Regions from separate parts of the Cricetulus griseus genome. Here region 2 is linked to region 1. A link is a contact called in public Hi-C data. All regions are on one chromosome and are shown on one strand. Each heading gives the region's core, a stretch centred on a gene start, on an enhancer-like site or on the middle of the called end of the contact. The rest is flanking DNA. Distances are from core to core; before and after follow the strand shown. Region 1 overlaps Phactr2 (phosphatase and actin regulator 2). Region 2 holds the start of Sf3b5 (splicing factor 3B subunit 5).

What was found. Hi-C and Micro-C count contacts between places; a contact is called where the count stands out from the background.
Region 2: a Hi-C map of the CHO-K1 cell line shows a contact between it and region 1, with 6 times the contacts expected there. The contact joins the promoter of Sf3b5 here to the enhancer-like site in region 1. A contact is called at or near these places in 4 of 8 Hi-C or Micro-C datasets (the CHK-Q cell line, the CHO-K1 cell line and fibroblasts).

The regions. Positions count from the first base shown.
Region 1 is chr2:275,454,978-275,457,966 of CriGri-PICRH-1.0, reverse strand. All of the region lies in intron 1 of Phactr2 (phosphatase and actin regulator 2), which reads right to left. Among named protein-coding and RNA genes, the nearest start is that of Phactr2, 45 kb to the right of the region's middle. Within about 2 kb of position 1,651, at least 1 of the 6 cell types and tissues checked has open chromatin away from gene starts, as enhancers often do. A contact at or near this core is called in the CHO-K1 cell line, where this site is marked.
Region 2 is chr2:275,868,094-275,871,020 of CriGri-PICRH-1.0, reverse strand. Sf3b5 (splicing factor 3B subunit 5) reads left to right here and starts at 1,416. Exons shown (of 1, transcript XM_027402005.2): 1 at 1,416-2,109. The coding sequence starts at 1,565. The coding sequence ends at 1,825.

The DNA of each region.
Region 1 (2,989 bases), core at 402-2,901:
TAACAATACTGAACATGTTTTATCATTTACCTATTCTTTCTCCTGTTCTGAGTGATGAAGGTTGTGTCTAAGCGTTGTTTTCTTGTTGTAAATAACATTAAAATGAATATCACTATGCATCCATATCTGATCACTTCCTTAACAATAGATAGATGGATAGATATAGATAGATGGATATATGGCTATTTTACTTTTATTTAATAAATTTGTTTCTATCCATATAGAGATTTGGATATATATAACTCAAACTCTTGTCTAGGTATCAGTCAGTGAATCAAGCTATCCATTTTTCCTCTTGATATTGGTTATCCGAGCCTGGCAATTGAATTTCTATTTCTGTTAGGTTTTTTTTTAACTTTCTCCTGTGGCTTGTAATTTTTATTTATGAGCTCATGCTCAGATGAGCACTATGTGGGAAAAGCATGAGCTAAAGCTGAGATTGCATTTCCAGAAAGAGTCTGCTTTAGACTTTCTAGGTATCCTACAATGTTCTACCTTTTTAAAAGCATATTTTAAACTGATTTTCAAAACATAAAAATTGTACATATTAATGAGGTCTCATGTAAAGCATGTGAGCATTGCATGAAGTTTAATTGGTGAACCGTATCTCTCTCCTCAAACATATACCATTAGAACAAGTTTTAAGTTGTTAGCTGACTTTGCCTTTACAGATATAGACAGGGGATATAAACTCTAGCCTCCTGCAGTGGGGCCGTGGCTCAGTGTGTAAAGTAGGTGCTGAACAGGCAGGGAAGACCAGAGACAGTGTCCTCAGCACCAGCACACAGTCAGGTTTGTTATCAGCTTCGAATCCAGCAGGAAGCAGCAGAAACAAGCAGATCCCAGGAGCTCACTGACCAGCCAGTCCAACCAGGTTCAAGTGAGACACCCTACTTCAAAAAAATAAAGTGCAGAGCAGTAAAAGAGACCCCATATTGACCTCTGACTTCCACAGATGCACATGTGGGCACATGTGCCTGCAGATACTACAAACACATGTGCACATGCACTTACACACACACACACACACACACACACACACACACACACTAGTCTCAGGTCTGCTTAAAGGTGATCTAAAATTATAAATTCTTATGGAATGTGATTTTCTATTCACAAACTAGCAGAAAACTATCATGTGTCCTATTTCTTTTAATGTCAGGTTTTGTCTTGTTTCTAATTTGCCTTTTATTGAGAACCCAGACTTCTGTCTGGGAATTATGTGACACAACGAGGTAGACTTTACAAAGACTAAGGCTCAGGGTGCTTCCACTTGCCATCCCAACACATAAACCAAGACAGATGGATTCATCTCCGAGGCAGAGAACTTCACCCAGACCTGAAGATATTGAGAGACACTCAGGTTTGGGCCGTGGCTTCATTGTCTGCTATTCACCTTCATATCCATTTCCCTGAAGAATCTTTCACATTTTTTGAAGCTTCCATAAACCATTTAAAAGGAGGTAGACATTTCCAACCCTGTTATTTGTACGACTTCTATAATAGAAGGTTTTTGCAGAATATCTTTTCTACAATATCTCCGGAAGTAGCTCCCCCTGGCTTCTAGAGCCCTTGTCACACTCTCCCTCCCTCCTCAGGATTGTCAGCATCGCATCGATCCCCTCTTCATTCTGAGTCACCTCCGTGTTTATGTGGGTGACTCATCCTTGGTGATGTACATCTCCAAGCCCTTTGAGCCCCCACACTGTGGGGCCCCTTCTGCAGGGACAGAGCCACCTGAATGCCTTGAATGCATCATATCACTCCTGCATCATGAGCTTTTGTGTTTGTAATTGTCTGATTCATCCTCTCTGCCAGTTCCGGACTCACAGTTCTCCATCCCACGCACCAAGACCTCTGTGCTCCCTTTCCTCCCACCCAGTTGCCATGCAGGGCCCCTGCCTCACTCTCCATGGCTACTCCCCTGTCCTGTTGTCCTTCAGTTTCATCTGTCCAAGAAGATGTCTGTAACTTGGGTGACTCTGAGTCTCTTTTAAAAATCTGCAAGTCATTCCTCTTTCATTCCACGAAACACCTGGGCCTGTCTTCACAGTCCATGCCAGGAGAAACAACTTCCCATCTCACAGAAGACATCAGCACCAGAGGAGGCCATCTTTTGGCTTTCTCTTAGCACATGTCAACCAAACCCAGCCTCTCGAGGCTGCCTTTCAAGATGGTGCATAAGAATCCCCATTTCTCTGACCAGGATGCAGACTAAGACTCCCTGGTCATGAACAGAGTACAGCAAAAGTAATTATGTAGGCCTGGCGAGGTGGCTCAGTAGGTAAAGCACCTACCACACACAAAGGAGGATGTGAAGTGGATCCCCCAGCACCCATGTGAAAACCCGGAATGGTGATGCATGCAGACAATCCTAGTGGTGGGGTGGCAGGAGCAGGAAGATCTTTGGGCCTTGCTGGTCAGCTAGTCTAGGCAAATCAGTGAGCTCCAAGTTTAGTGAGATTCAGTCTCAACATAAGGTAGGTAAGTGATTAAGAAAGACACTTGTCATCAACCTCCACCCTCCGCACACATATACAACTGTATGTGCACACATGTGCACACACAAACCCATGCAGAATGATCAAGTACCACCATGGAGAGAAGGCTGCCTGCCAGCTGATCATGGCTTCCATCTTGCCTGCCCTTGCTTGCCTTTCTTTCTGTCCCTTAGAGAAGCTGGCTGCCACGCTGTGCGTTGCCCCATGGAGAGGCCCACGTAGCAAGAAGCAGGGTGGCCAAACAGCTGCTGGTGAGGAGCTGTGGTTCTCAGGCCAACAACTCACAGAGGACAGAAGCCAGCCAACAACTACGTTAGTGAGCTTGGAAGCAGGGCCTCCCTGTCCAGCCAGCAGTGACTGAGGTCCTGGCAGAGACCTTGATTGCAATCTGGGAGCGATGCTGAGCCTGAGAACCCACCTACAATGTTCCTGGACTCTTGACCCACAGAGACCATAAGTGGTTTTTAAGCAGTTCCATTTGGGGGATA
Region 2 (2,927 bases), core at 167-2,666, 410 kb before region 1:
AGGGTTTCTGGCTGTTCTGGAACTCACTTTGTAGACCTCTTCAGACCTCAATCTCATAGAGATCCACCTGCCTGGGCCTCCTGAGCGCTGGGATTAAAGGTGTGTGCCACCACTGCCTGAGGCATTCTTAATGGCACTGGAATTGCACTAATTTTTGATTTATTTCTTACTAACAGAATTTTCATGCAGATTCTACTTGTCTTAGTTGAAGTTTCTCTTGCTGTGACAGAACACTATAATTAAAAGCAACTCAGGGATGAAAGATTTATTTCATTTACTCTTCCGTATCACAGTTCATCATCTAAGGTAGGCAGGGCAGGAACCTGAAGGCAGGAGCCAATGCAGAGGCCATGGAGGGGTGCTGCTTAATGGCTTACTCTTCGTGGCTTTCTCAGTCTGTTTTCTTATTCAATTCAGGACTACCAGCCCAGGGGTGTCCCCACTGTAATAGGTTGGGCCCTCCCCTATTATCAGTCTCTTTGACTGAGATTGCTCTTTGTCCATTCATCAGATTTTTCTTTTAAAGAATACGATCTCCATCAAGCTATATAATATCCTCAAAGGATATCAGAAAAGAAGTACAGTATCTTTTTCTCAAGTAGTTTATACCTTTGTGAGGAGATACATAACCTCTAAGTTGAACATAAGGTGTAACCAGGCAGAAAAACAGAAGGAGAGAGTACTTGTCTTGAGACACAACTGACTTCCAGAAAATGATTGTAAGCAGCCTTAAAGTTAGGAGGTTGTTTGGTTGGAGGGCTCGGGCCCCTGGGTGGTGTGAGGAGTTGGAGCCTGGATTTTGATGTGGAAGACACCTGGTGTTGACACTCATCACCAAGCATTTAGGACCCAAAGAACTTTTCCCACTACCCAGATCCTAAGGGACAAAGCTGGGACCAAGGGCGGTCCGTGTGAGCTTCTAGGTACAAGAGATAGTTTTCCTGGTCACTTGTAGTCGTAATCGTTGGACACCATCCTACATTAGTCAGGCAAAAAAAAAAAAGAAGAAAAAAAAGGAAGGAAGGAAGGAAGGAAAGGAGGGAGGGAGGGAGGAGAAAGAAAGAAAGAAAGAAAGAAAGAAAGAAAGAAAGAAAGAAAGAAAGAAAGAAAGAAAGAAAGAAAGAAAGAAAGAAAGAAAGAAAGAAAGAAAGAAAGAGAGAGAGAGAGAGAAAGAAAAAGAAAACAAAAAACCAAACCAAAAGAAAAAAACACGCCAAATTCTTTGGACTACAAATCCCAGAATGCAACGCCGGAGTTAGAACGTGATCACCCAAGAGCCACTCAGCAGACCATCATGCAACGCTCTCCAAGTAGGCGGGCTCGCTGAGGGGACGGCCCAATGTTTCTTAGGCAACTCCAATGCCGCGGCAGGATTCACTTCCGCTTCCGCCTGGGAGAAGAGCGTCTGCGCAGGCGCCACAGTGGCGTCTTTCTCCCGCGCCTACACAGATAGAAGTTCCGTGTCGGGCCGGCAGCGGCGGCGGCGGCGTCTCTCAGGTTTGAACGCGGAGCGGGTAGCGTCGGGTCTGCGGCCTGATCTGGAAGCCTAGAGCGGAGCGGCGAGATGACGGACCGGTACACCATCCACAGCCAGCTGGAGCATCTGCAGTCCAAGTACATCGGTACGGGCCACGCCGACACCACCAAGTGGGAATGGCTTGTGAACCAGCACCGGGACTCCTACTGCTCCTACATGGGTCACTTCGACCTCCTCAACTACTTCGCCATCGCCGAGAACGAGAGCAAGGCCCGCGTGCGCTTCAACCTGATGGAGAAGATGCTGCAGCCCAGCGGGCCGCCGGCGGACAAGCCCGAGGAGAACTGAGGCGAGCGCTTCCCAGGCTCCCCCGCCGGCCAGCGGTGGGCCGGTCCTCCTTGCTCGGGCTTCTTCATCGTCTGTCACGCCTGGCCTGCTTACCTGTGGACGATTCCGAACAAGTCACCGAGAGACTGTCGGGACCCCCGGGAACTGTGCGGGAGGAGCGACCCTAGACCCGGCAAGCGAGGGAGAAGACGCCACGGGAGTGATGACGCGTTTCTAATGAGTCTGCCTTTCAGTAGTTGGTTGTCCTTCTTGCCATGTTTATAAAGTTTAGGATTTGTCCTATCTTTTGGTGTGGATTGCTGTGTTCCTTGGGTGGGGTCTGGGGAGGGTGCTGTGGACCAAGGTCTCAAGATGTTGCACGTTGCATCTGTTTTTCTTGAGAGTTAGTCTGTGTGTCTTCAGAAATGAAGAACGGATTTTTTTTTTTCATTCAGTGTTCACCAGAGCGTTTTCCAAAGGTTTGGGGGCATACATTATGCCAATTTGGAGAAAGGCTAAAATAGACCAGGGCTAGATGATGCAGGGAGATTGAGGAAGCTTGAAGAATTCGCAATTTTAAATACTATGCTTGTAATGCTAAGATATTGCGATGATGACATTTGAGAAAAGATTTTACGGAATCCAGAGAAAAACCGTGCAGAGCATGGGAAGTTGCTTACCATCTAATAGGGCATTCGTTGGTGTGTTTTAAGTTACTGAAGGAACACCAAAAAAGCAATGAGTCGCTGGGAGTGGCACACACCTCTAATCCCAGCACCCAGGAGGCAGAGGCTGAAGGATTTCTTGAGTTCAAGATCACATGAAAAAACCGGTAAGAGCCATTCACTGAGCGTTGTGGTACACGCCTTTAATCCTAGCACTCCAGTACTCTGTAGGCAGAGGCAGGGGATCTTGAGTTTGAGGCCAGTCTGCAGGTGGAGTTTCAGGACTGCCAGGGCTACACAGAGAAATCCTGTCTGGCTGCCTGCACCCCCCCCCCCCCAAGCAGTATGGCAGGAAGGGATGAGCAATAGAGCACAGGACAGCAACAGGAAGGAGAGGCTGGTAGGCCAATGCAAGGACTTGCTGAGGGAGGTCTTTGTTTAAAACATGATCTAATGCA